Regions from separate parts of the Mus musculus genome. Here region 1 is linked to region 2. The links are chromatin contacts, called in public Micro-C maps. All regions are on one chromosome and are shown on one strand. Each heading gives the region's core, a stretch centred on a gene start, on an enhancer-like site or on the middle of the called end of the contact. The rest is flanking DNA. Distances are from core to core; before and after follow the strand shown.

The links. A called contact is a pair of places that touch in the nucleus more often than the background predicts.
Region 1: a contact with region 2 is called in a Micro-C map of embryonic stem cells, with 8 times the contacts expected there. The contact joins the promoter of Sh3gl3 here to the promoter of Homer2 in region 2. A contact is called at or near these places in 1 of 39 promoter capture datasets (pre-B cells), 1 of 484 Hi-C or Micro-C datasets (embryonic stem cells) and 2 of 9 other capture datasets (adipose tissue and liver).

Annotation. Positions count from the first base shown.
Region 1 is chr7:82,173,047-82,179,746 of GRCm38.p6, reverse strand. It overlaps Sh3gl3 (SH3-domain GRB2-like 3), which reads right to left and starts at 4,951. Exons shown (of 9, transcript NM_017400.7): 1 at 4,728-4,951. The coding sequence starts at 4,772.
Region 2 is chr7:81,702,478-81,708,776 of GRCm38.p6, reverse strand. Homer2 (homer scaffolding protein 2) reads left to right here and starts at 1,852. Exons shown (of 9, transcript NM_001164086.1): 1 at 1,852-2,018. The coding sequence starts at 2,014. It overlaps Gm32579 (a long non-coding RNA gene), which reads left to right. Exons shown (of 2, transcript XR_391652.2): 2 at 54-625.

The DNA.
Region 1 (6,700 bases), core at 3,702-6,201, 470 kb before region 2:
GTGGGCACTGCAGTCTGCCTGTGAGGAGCTGGGCAGCTACAAGGGAAGGGCCAACAAAAGGCTGTTTCAGAGGGGCACCAACAGCAGGAGTCTAAAGGCAGCTCCAGGATGAACCCCTCCCAGCCCATGCACTTCCCGATGTCAGGAACACAGAGGTGCGCACAATCTAACTGCCCACACTCTGCTGAGCTCCAACATCCACCATATGTTTACCTACCACTTAGCTGAGTAAAGTATTCTATCCATTCTGTCTCCTAAGGACTTTAGTTTCCGGGTCATCCTGTCCCCACACGGCACACACCCCTCCACATACTTAGTGTTGGAAAATACAATTGCATTCAACGTACTTAATAAAACTAAAAAGCTCATCTAACCAGGGAGAAACTCTGGTTTCCAGTGTGCTTTACAGCTAAATCACAAAGGACACCCTGGGTAATATTTTTACTTTATAGAAGGAAATGTAAAGAATGTTTGAGTTATATTGGATCTTTTAGTTATTTAAAACAAAAACAAAAACAAAACAAAACAACAAACTCCTAATCAGTTTGGTTTAGACATCCACTCTAGGACCCCGGCTTTCAAACCAAAGAGTTCAGATTTATGAATTAATTTGTCAAACAGTCTGTGTGAAAAGATAGCAAGAATGTCTGATCTTTAATATATTTTCCAATGCATCTAAGAGAAAGAATAAATCATTATGGATTTTTCAAAGTGCATTTTTATCTTTTTCTCTAATGAGAAAGTGAAACAAAAGACATTCATTGTCTCCCTAGAGCAGCTTATCACTCACCAGGGCCATCTTCCCCTGAAGCATTTGCCCATAAATGGCCAGCCTGCACAGGCAGTGTCTGCAGGGGGATATGTCAGGGACACATGGACCTTATGGACACTCAGCCTTTTTGAACTTGATGCATTAAAAGAGAAAGATTGCGTTACCAAAAAGCTAACTTAAGGGCTTCCTCATCTCCTACGATGTTGTTAGGTCATGTCACAATAAAAGCTCAAAGAAGTAAATTCAACATGGGGCCTACAAGACTTAGGAGAGGAGAGACAGAAATGATACTGGTTCCTGGGCTTCCATGGGACTATGACTCAAGCCCCTGGGAGGTCAGAAGGTCCTGGAATGAAAAGAACGCAGCTGTTAGGAGAGCATCCAGGCCCGAGCACCCAGACTCAGTGGATGAGCACATAGATGCATGACCAGAGCATCTCTTTATTGCTTGTGTGCTGTACTTAGCAAGAAGCCACAGGGGCAGCTCTGAACTCTGCATTGCTTTCCACCAACTCCACTCTCAGCCCTGCAGAACAACTGGTTCTATTTAAAACTTTGGTAAAGAGTTTGAAAAGTGTTTAGTGACAAACTCAAGAAACCTGGCACAATGAGGCATCATGTCCAGGGCTGACAGCTCATTTTCTGGGAAACCAAGGGCTCTGTTCCTCAATGACAGGGAAAGGGTCAGGAAAGGAGGGGCAGGTAGCCAGGGCATTCAGTCATTTTACTCTGCCATGGTCCAGACTCCCTTACTTCCAAAAGGTCCCTATTGTCTTTGTCTTTGTCTGAAACATTTTAAGTAAAATATTTAAGGATTTCAGAACTGAGATACACATACACAATATCTAGATGGATGGATGTTCTCTCTCTTTTATGCATGTGTGTACCTGCTTGTGTGTGCATGTGTGGGTACGTATACGTACACGTGTGTGTGTGTGTGTGTGTGTGTGTGTGTGTGTGTGAGTGCGCGCGCCTGCATATGTACAACTCACATACTATGCAGCTTATTTAAGTGTACAATCAAGGGACTGGAGAGATGGTTCTATGATTAGAAGCTCTTTGCTCTTCCAGCCCAGTGGACACAGTTCATACAGTGCTCAGTTCTCAGTAATCACACTGGGTGGTTCAAAACTACCTAGAACCCTATTAGCTCCAGGGGATCCAGTGCTCCCTTCTGGCCTCCTCAGACGCCCACACACTACATAGCACACGTGTGTGCACACGCACACACACACACACACACACACACACATACACAAGAGTTTTGCAGACATTGTGCGATCAAGTTTATCACAGGGACCTGACCTCTGAATCCTCTCATACATCATGCAGAGAGAAAGCCAAGGAGGCCAAGTTGGGTTAAGTCACATTTCCAAGGTTGCAGAACTGATCATGGCAAGGAGCCAGCCTTGAATCCCTGGGAATTATTAGCCACTGATGTCATTCGGGACTCCCTTTCCCTGCCCCGGGAAAGCTCCAAATGAATTAAAGCCCGCTGTGGAGACACTGTTGGAGGACATCTGGCATTCTTTATTACTCTGCTCCCTTGTATTAAATTAAACAAAACCTAATTTCTCCAAGCTGGTTGTACTGCATAATTTCTAAGAAAGACTTCTAGAAGTCTGAGGGTGGGGATGCGGCTCAGACAGGAGAGTGTTTGCCTGGCATGTGTGGAGCCCTGGGTTCAGTCCTCAGCTCAGTGTAAACTGGGCAGAGTGCTCCCTCTTGTATCCTGGGCCCTGGAGGGATAGAAGTGGGGCCCCAGAAGCTTGCAATCACGCTTGGCCGTGTAGCCGCTCTGAGGCTAGGGTGGGCTATGTAAGACCTGGATGTGGGGGAGAGAAGAGCGGGAAGTACGGAAATATCTAGAACAGGTTTGAAACTTATCTGTCAGGTACTCTTAACCACACCATGTTGGTAAGTCCAGAGAGAGTATGTAAACTCTCTCTGGTCAAATGAAGTACGAAATATTTCAGAGACAGGCAGGAAAAGCATAGAGCCTGGGTAAGAACACACCTGCCCCAAGGACAATGGTGACCCCTGGAAGGCCTCCTGCTAGTTTGATTTGATTGATTGTAAAGAATAGAACCAAGCCTCCTGACACAGTATACTTCCCCAAATCCAGTAAAGTCCAATGATTTCAACCACCCACTCTGCTCCATGGTCAGAAGCCATCCTGAAGCGCCTAAGGACTCAGTCTGTGTGATCACAAGGCTGCTCCTATAAAGTCCATATCCAAGAAGGGGGGGGGAGAAAGAGAGAGAGCAAGCGCCTCATTTTCTGCTAGGGCTAAGCACGACAATGTAACAATCATGTCCAGCAGTTACTCTAGCATGGCCTTGCCCACAGAGACTCTGGGTCTCCTGGCTGCTCTAGCATTACCAAAGAAGTAGAAGCTGACAGCTTACCCACCCTCTGTATGACTCGACTGCCCCCTCCCATGATCTTGTGATAGCAGTTATTGCTTCTGAACCCACTATTGTCCATTTATTACACATACATTTATAAAGTGCTCACTACTCATCAAGCACTGGGCTAAAACACTGTCCAAATGTGGCCAGTGCCTGTGGTGAGTGTAGCACCCCCTAGAGTCTCTCTTTATATACTACTGTGTGCGACTCCACTAGCCTCAGCTCTCCCTTTTTAAAATGTTCATTTTAATTGGAATTTCCCCAAAATCACTTAGACACTCCAGAATAAGATATGCCAATGGCCCAAAGGCCAGTAACAACTGAAATATCCCACAGACTTTTGTAAGTACTATAGAAACAACAACGAATCCACCATCTCTGCTCTCACCCAGCATTTCAGGATTTCTCCTCCAGGATTTCTAACATCCTGAATAGCATCACTGTCTGCCCTATGTCCCCTGCTGAGAACAGCCATCACTTAGCTTCCTTGTGGACCAGCTGTGACTTAGGGACTAGCAGTGTCTTTCCGCCTGGAATAGAAAAAAAAAAAAGATTTTTCTAAGGCCAGCTGCAATCTCAAGATCGATATGAAGGAAAAGCCTGAGTGGGACATCGCCACCGACGTGGACTTAAGATGCAATGAAGTCCACCTGGGTTTCAGCAAAACTGAGGCTGGGAAAGAAATGAGGGCAGGGCAACAATTCCGCAGGTGCTGGTGAACAGGTTTTACAACATAGGCTCTACCATTGGTGAAGAGTATAGTGTTAGAAAGCAAATTTGCTTGTGACACACACACACACACACTTTCCTGTGTCCCTGTTTCCAGATTCCTCTGCTCAGAAAGCCCTCCTTTTCCTATAACAATCCATAGACACAATCCTTTCTCAAGCTTAATCCCCAAATGCCCTGTCTTCACCTCCTGGAAGCTTCCCATGAAGCCCCCACTGAATCACCTGCCATCCTCTTCCGCGGAGGCGTGTCTAGCTCGGTTTGTTTACGTGTGTGTTTTGGGTCTCCTCATCACACTGTCTCTTTGAGAGAGCAGGAGCCTGGTGCCAACCTCGAACCAACCCAGTGAAGACGGCCGGCAAGGGAAGGACCACAGCGATGAGCCCCAACCCCTGGAAAGCCAAAACAGAGACTGCCGGGTCCCAGCCAGGGCGCAAGAAGAGCGTCCTGGGTGCGGGGGGTGGGGGTGGGGGTCCCAACGGACAGACGAGAGATTCCGGGGCAGGAGGGAGGCCTACCACGGTCTTGGTCCCAAAAGCTCTCCTCCGGGCGCACATCCCCAAGCCCACCACCTCCGATCCCTTGCCAGCCGAACTGCTCAGATTTACAACCGCCAGGGCGCAGCGGGAGACCCGAGACTCGGGGGAGGAGGCACCAACACGCGCAGCCCAGAGCGCGCGACCGCTACTCGCCCCCCGCGCCCTCCTAGCCGACCAGAAACCCAGTCCGAAGGAAGCCGATGAAGACCCCGAGTCCATGGCCCGCAACCCCTTGGGGACGCCGCCTCCAGAAACCCCTCGCGCGCGCCTCCCTACCTGGCTGGCTTTGTGGAACTGCTTCTTGAGCCCAGCCACCGACATCGCGGCGGCGCCCCGCCCGGGGGTGGTCTCGGGGCTCCGCCGGGCCACGCGGCCCGGACGCTGAGCGGAGCGGGCACCCCGGGCGGTCCCCGCGCGCCCCACGGCCACGGCCACGGCCACGGCGCTGTCACACTGGCACAGGCGCTCGCGCAGATAGCAACACCGTGTTTCGAGGCCCCAACGCAGCCCATTGGTCGAGCCTCGGCAGCATGCAAATGAAGCTTCTAGGACCGCCCACGCTTCATTGTTGCGTGGCGACCAGGAGCTCTTGAGCCAAGAAGAGGACCAGTGGAAGGGCTGGCCGTGGGATGTCCCTGGGATAAGGAGAGCCTCTCAGGACTTCTTTCGGAAGACTTGGGATACAGCTGGCTCTGTGATTGTTCTGGACGCGAGGTCTCTCTGCTCTTCAGGGACTTGGTGGAAAACCTGGTTTTACTCACTGGTAGCAAGATCTCCCCTCCCCAAACCCCATCCCTGAGAGCTTTAGATAGACGTGTGTTGTGAGGAAGGGACGCTGGGATGTGTTCTCAAGGAGAGAAGAAACACTAGAGGAACCGGGAACTGTAGTTAGACGGAGAAACCTGCTTGTGAGAAGTTACTTGTGTTCTTAGCCAGTCTGCCGGAGCGGTTTGGGGCTCCCTGGGAGAGAGTTATGTGAGCTGAGCCTCTTCTTACCAGGCACACCAAGAGCCAGTCTACAACATACCAAAAACAGGACCTTCCGTTCCACTACTTACCAGAGAATTGTTCAGACTGGTCTCCAGGAGAGTCCTTTATACAAGATCCTTTCCACGGGGTCTAGAGGTCCTCACTGAACAGAACCCAGTCACAGAAAAGGAGCTTTGCATTAATTCGTGTGCCACCAACACGTCTACTATTTTCCCTGAATCTGACCTTTCAAAGGCCCCGTGGCTCCTAATGTCTTCAATCCATTTCAGCAATGCTTCACACCGACACGAACACTGTGCAACTTTCAGTCTCTACCTAAAAGAAATGACATTCTGTGGACGCTTCCCGGCGTCACCGGGTCTGGGATCATCAACACTCCTGTCGTCCTGAGCACTTGCAGTTCACACCTGTATCCGGGCTTCTATTTGGCTCTGGCATGTCTCCAGAAGCCTCAGCGCCTGCCTCCCAGGCCTGCCTGACTCCTCAGAGCTTCACCCTAGTGTGACAGGGTGAACACCTACAGCTCTCTATGCCTAGGTTTGCTCACAATGACTAGGAAAGTGTGGTGTCAACAGTGCCCTGCCTCTGATATGGGAGAAGATGTGGCCATCTTAACAAGCATGAGTGGTGGGACAAGGTTACTAAATGTGACTCAACACTCTTTGTCCTAGTTAGCCAAGGGCTTACTGACACCAGACAGAGGTAGGTGGTGTGACAGTGGTGACCACAGCAAAATGCCCAGTCTCCTCTGCTATCCCATCCCCACTAAAGGTTTAGGGGAAGATGGTCTCCCTTGTCCTGGACTAGTCTGTGGCTGGGTAGGAGATGTTCAGCTGCTGACCTCTGTGCCCAATAGAAGTTTAAACGGCACAGCCTCAACCCGTGCCCCCTTGAGGAGTCAGGTTCTTTTTGAAGTTGGTGACTGGCATTCTTCCATGGCTGGTAGATCTATTAGGTTTGTGCAGATTTCATTTGGGTTTGTTCTGATTTGAGGGGTAAATCCCAATTTGAATGGACCTTTCCACCATGGGGAGTGGGGCAAATTCCAGTGGGTGGGAGGCTATGGGATCATGGGGGCCATGATGCAGCTGGTCACACTGCATCTACAGTCAGTGAGCAGGGAGAAGAAACTCTATTACTAACTCATTATCTCCTTCATCCCTTTCTGTTCAGTCTTGGGCCCCAGCCATGAGATAATGGCAGCCATTCAGGGAGGTTTTCCTTCCTGTTAAAGCTCTCTGAAAACTCCCTCATGGGCG
Region 2 (6,299 bases), core at 603-3,102:
ATCCCTTCCCAGACCTTGAGTTTGATCCACCCTTCCTCTCTCTCTTCCCTCAGAGCCTTCTACACAGAGGACAGCCAATTTAACCACAGAGCACTGGCTGCGATTCACCACCCCACCTGCTTGGCCTCATTGCATCCTGCCAAGGTGATGTGGGTGCACCCTGTCTATCTGAGGAGCAAAGAGATGGACCTCCCAGCCAGGGCTTGAACACCACTGGGCTCCTTTGCTCAGAGTCTTGTTTTCCATACCCCTAACACACATTTGCTGGCTCCTGCTTTTGATCCTCCTACTTCTGGCTTCTTTCTGGGACTTTACCAGTGACCCCTTCCCTTCAGCACCTTGGCACAGCCCTGGTCTTTGGAATTCAGCTTGTGTTAGAAGAACTTCCTCTGGGGCTGACTGTTCATTAGTCTTGGCTCTAAACAGAGTCACCTGTGTGCACAGATCCTGACCAATTTTGTATAGATAGGGCTTGGTCTGTTTACTTATTCATTCAACAAATATTGGTGGAAGACTTTGAATTCCCATTGTAGGTAGTAGAGGTTACAATTATGGGCAAAAAGCCACATCTTTCTAAGAGTTTGCAGGTGTGTCTGGAATATTAAACCAATAATTTTACACGAGATACTACTAACAGTAAGTGCAAGGAAGAAAAATGGACCGGAACAATGCCATCCACGGCCTTCGGTTAAGCCCCTAAGGGACGCGACAGTGTAACAGTGATCTGAAGCACATGTAGGAATGAAGGGGAAAAAAATCTTCCCAGACAGAAAGAAGAGCACGTGGGTAGGCTGAGAGAATGGCCAGCTGGCTGGAGTGCGGCGAGCAAGGGCAAAGTGAGAGGGCTGGAGGTGGTAGTGGACTGGCCAGGCTCATCCCAAGGACAGTGGGAGGGGAGCCTCAGATCAACTTGTATTTCAGAAATTACTGACCACCGTTTAGAAATGGGGTGGGTGCTCTTGTGAGGTGAAGGAGCTAGGTAGCTAGTCACAGTGGCCTGAAGGGAAATGAGGGCAGGGGCACGGTGGTGGCCCTATTCCAGTTGCTTGTCCTTGCCTTCTCCTCCCAGTCCCTGTCTGTCCAGAGATGCCAGGCTTGTGTGGGCAATGTGTGCTCAGCCGAAGACAATCCCGTGGAAGGCCCAGTGTGGGGTGATGGTTAGGTTGGCTCCAGTGCTGGCCTTTGGTAGGGAATCATAGCCAAGCTTAAGGAAGCCTCTCAAATTTTGCCAACTCGCTATGCTGAGGGTGTGCGTTTCTGTCTTTACCCAGGGAAGAGTTCAGGGAACCTGCTTTGGGCTACAGAATCCTCCTTGCCATCTTACCCTCCAGGATTTTAAGGCCACTCAGCCAGACAGGTGGGCAGGAAGACGAAGGTGGGCATTAAATGGGGTGGGGAGCAAATCGTGGTCCTGCCCATCTCAGACTCTGGAGACGTGAGATCTAATCTGAGACTGTGACCTTGGTCACATCATTTCTCCTCCCTGGGGGGCTTCGGTTCCCTCATCTGCAAACTAAAGGTGGCCAAAAAGTCCCTGCCAGCTGCGACTTCAAGTCCAGCAGGTGGGACATCCCGTCCGAGGCGCGGCGCCAAGCTTGGCAGGGCGCGCGGGTGCGGGGTCGACACAGGAGAGGAGGGGGCTGCTGGAAGAAGCGGCGACTGCGCGGCAGCGCGGGGGACGCTGCACACGCTGCCGCGCCCCCAGCTCCAGGCGGGCGGCGGCGGCCCGGGGGCCACGAGGTTACGTAAGGAGCGGGCGGGAGGGACCGGCGGCTCCGCCCGAGCGCGGCCGCCCAGCCCCCGGCCGCCCAGCCCCCGCCCTCCCGCCCGCCCGCGCCTGGCGGCGGCCCCGACACCGGCAGAGCAGCCGCGCAGCCGGCGGAATGGAACGGCGCCGGGGCTGAGCCGGGCGCACTCGGGCCGCCGCATGTGCCGCGCGGGGAGCAGCTGCCGAGCGGGCGGAGAGCGAACGCCAGGGGCCCCGTCGGAGCGGCCGCACGAGCAGCGCCGGAGATGGGGTGAGTGAGCTCGCGGAGCGCCCGCGAGGGGCTACGGGCCGCCGGTCGCGTGCTGCGGCGGGAGCTCGGGGCGCCCCCGGCCTGGGCGCGGACTTTGCGCCTGGAGCCCACGGCCCTTCCCGTCTCAGCCAGCCGGGCGCGGAGACACCTGGCGGGGACCCGCACCCGGGCTGGTCTCGGCGCCTCGGCCATTCCGCGGTCTCCTTGCCCCTAGCGCGAGCAACTCCAGGGCCTGGGTTTGTGAGTGTGAAAAGCAGTTTGCCTTTCTTCACGGCTGCATTTACAGCCAGCGACATAGAAATCGAAGTTTTCCTGGAAAGGAAACACACCCAATAATAACCCTTCAGCGTAGGAATAGTGGACTTGTAGGCAGCGTTGAGATGCGACAATCTGTTAGGCACCTAGGTGAGGCTCCAGATGCTTGGGAGGGAAGTTGGAGCACTCAGTTGAAGTGACTAATGCTCCTGAGTATATAAAGTAATTTTAAAAGCAGGATTGATTTCTCTTCGGCGTCTCTCCGAGCAGTAGGCGCTGTGAGTCAGGAGCCACTGTGCTAATAACACAGTAACTCTTTACATCTGCTCGCCGATGTGAGCGCACACTCATGGTGTTTCAGTCTCTATGCGAGATATGGTTTGTGTGCTTGCTCTCCACAAGAGGAAACTGAGGCCGGTTTAGTTGGGAGACTTCTCCCAGCTTGAACAGCTGATACATTTGTAAAAGGGGAATACTTAGTGTGTGGTTGCTCACCGGCAGAAGCTAGGCCACTGCCTGACTGGCCATGAGGATGGTTAAGGACATCAGAGGTCTGTCTTCTGCTGCTGAGCCCAGTGTTCTTCAAACAGCCTTTCATGGGGCCCAGAGGCCTCTGCTGTGTAGGTGGTCTAGAGAACTAGCTTCCCTTTGGGGATGGGTGCCATGGGAAGAGTCATGATCGCCCTGGTGGCCCCACCAGCCCCTATGGGGCAGTGGCTTTACTGTGCTTAGCTCCAGACAAGCCTCAGGAGTGGCTTTCTCCGTGGAGCTGGTAGAGTTTTGGAGGGAGCAGAGGCAAGCAAGGTAGAGCTCCGGGTAGGAGAGCAGATGGCTGTGGACGCCAAGATGGAACAAGGGGGACAGAGGGCCCATCGGAAGTTTGCTTAGGAATATTGATGCCTATCCAAGAGACTTATGTTGGACGACTGGGAGGCCAGAGATAGACAGTCATCCTACCCAGAAGGCAGATTTTTGTAACATTTTCAGCCATCTCTCAGCAGATATGAAAGAACTCATCTTTGAGCAGAAGGAATCTTTGAGACGCTCAGGTTTCATAGTTAAAAAACAAAAGCTTTGGGAAGGAGTTGGCACACGTGGAAGGTAAAAGGACCTGGTGATTTTAACTCTTCCTCTGCCCCTCCCCCTCGGGTGACACAAAACCAGTGAGCCTACTTGCAAATCAGAAACAAATACTGAAACTCTGGGGTTAAAATAGGTCTGTGGGAATGAAAACATTTACTCATAAAAGCTCAAAGAAAATTCCAGAAAATAATTTTTGTTTGTGTAAAAGCAGGGAGGAGTAGCTTGGGCATTTTGTTTAAACGCAGCACATGTCTTTCATGTCATTTTAACATCACTCAATAAATGGGTATTACTCACTTCTTGTAGCGAATGGCTGGTTTGTAGCTCTTACCTCTCCCTGCCATTTTACCATATATTTTCTTCTGTAGTTTATGTGACTGTACAAGCCATGGTTATAAACTGAGATGGGGCTAAAGGCTGGATAAATAGTTTAGACGGAGGAGGTGGATGGAGGGAGCCATTTTAATAAAAGATAGAACCACTGCCATCCTTTCTGGGAGTTGTACAGGATGAGCATGGGAGGGAAGCACCAACAAGAAGCAGCCTGTGGCAGACCTGGCTAGAGTTTTGTCAGACCTCCTCAGGGCTCTGCAGTGTAGACAGATGAGACATGGGTTTAAGGAAATAAAAACCAACTGCCTGAGTGGTTTCCTTTCTTTGGTGAGGCTCTATTCCCCCTTAGGTGTCTACTGCCCTTTTCCTTCTGCGAAGTGTTCTGCATTAAGTATGTGCTATCTCCAGTGTTTGCTCCCGTTCCCTCCCTGAGGCAGCTGTTTTCAACTGGCTCCTTTCAGATGTTGCTCGCCCTTTTTGTCCATGCTTCTGGCTCCTCTTTCTTGGACCAAGTGGCAGTTACAGACCAAAGGAACCTCTCCCTCCATCTTCCTGCCCTTCCTACAGCAAGAAGGAAGCTTATAGTAAGAATTTTGGTTTCTTTACAAAACACAGAAATATTGTAAGAATGTTTTCGTTTTAATCCCAGGTGTGGGATACGGGGCTCCTTCAGACTGTCCACAGCAGCTGATTGTGATTTGCCTTGTCCTCTGGCAGGGGTGTGATTTTGCCTGCAGTAGATAGTCTCTGCGATTGTCTGACTATTGGCATTTTGGGGACTTTTCAGAGGGTATAAATGCTAGAGCCCCAAGAGGGTGTGGGTTGTTGGTTGGTAGCAGGTTGTTAAGTAGTCATGTGCAAAGAAGAAACATCAAGAGGAAATTAGATATTCTGGTGGTGAAGATCAAACTTGCCCCCAAGGAACTTGATGTCCCTAACCATTAGGAAATAGTCTAACAATAATGTTACCCGCTTTCCCCTCCATCCTTTTTTCTCTCCTATCTAGTGTTAGGAGGTTGAAAGGTGGAAAAAGAATGGAGAAGGATGGAAGAAAGAAGAACCCACAAAGTAGCCAAAGTCGGATATATTAGCTGTTACTCTTTCCTGCCTGTTTGTTGATGGCCCGACAGCTCTCTACTGATGTAGACTCTGCCCAGACCCTTTCACCTTCTGGGAAGATTGCTTTCTTTCTTTCTTATCTTCCCCTCAGCATCAGGTCAGAAGCACACTCTAGCTCGGCACTGTCCCATAGAACTCTCTGCAGCACTGGGAATGTGCTGTAGCCTTAAGGTCAGTTATCAGCCACTTGAGGCTACGGGGCACTTTAATGCACCTACTGTGACTCAGGGTGTGACTTGAGTAGCAGCGTGTAGCTAGTGGCTGTTCCGCTTCCTGATCCTGCATACCTGTCCTGCTTCTGGTCCATCTCCTTGTCCCTCTGACAACATCTCACAGATAGTGCATTTGTCCTCCATACTCTAGTCTGGCCTCTGCCTTCACCCCAGCATAGTAGCTTCTAGATGCCAGCCCCTCTCTTCTCCCACCCCTCCTCGGTGTTCCTCACTGGAGGCCTGCCCTTCTCCTTGCGAGCTCCCCTCTTAGCCCCTCTCAGCTCCTCTGACATCACACCCATCTGCCTTTCCTTTCCCTTGGTTCTGAGGCTCAGTGTTCCCACTGGTTGCTCCATTGTCTGACTCCCAGTGGTGGCTATGCTCAGGAGCTGCTCCTGGTCCCCTTTCTGGGTCACCACTCTTTTTCCAGGTCATGTTATCCAATTCCTCAACTTACCCTCATCACCAACAGGGCTTTAAACATCACTGCCTATATATCATCAACCCTACATTTTTATTTCTGAGAAAGGCCTGTGCTTCTAGTTCGTCCATCTCTGGGGTTCTTGCTGTTGCTGCCGGAGTTCACCTTCCCTCTGTCATCCCACCCAGTCAGTGGCCCCACTGCCCTTCTGATAATTTGCCAAGAGTCATACCTGGTTCTCCCCACCTCCCTACCCACCTCCACCCCCTCCCGCCTCCCCAATCCCATATCTAGGCTGTCATTGGCCCTGTGAGTTCTACTTCTCAAATAGGTCTGGAGCATGCTCACTCCACACAGTAACCACAGTGCTGGCTCTAGTCCTGCCCATCACTGCCTTCCTCTTGGAAAAATAAACTTTTCAACCCACCCCCAGCTTCCACACTGGGTTACTGCCAGTCTAGTCTTTTCCTAGGAGCCAAGTGACTAGCTTTTAAGATTGCAAATCAGATCTTGTCACTCTCCTGTCTCAACACTCTTCATGGGACAAAGGCTCGGGCTTCTTTCTACCTTATCTCCAGTGTCACCAGTCACTCTGCAGGGCCACCTACCACATTCTGAAGATTCCTGGCCTCCTTTATGGAGGACCCCTTCGTCCCACCTCTCCCCACCTTTCCTAAGGTCCACTTTCTTCCTTTCTACATCAGTACAAGAGCACATCCTAGCTCAGCACTATCTGATAGAATTCTCTGCAGTACTGGGAATGTGTTCATCCATATTCCTGGGGCCTTGGATGCCTGAAATCCTTGTACCCTGGCTTTGCAGACATCTTCTGCCCTCCTTCATACACTGACATCAGGA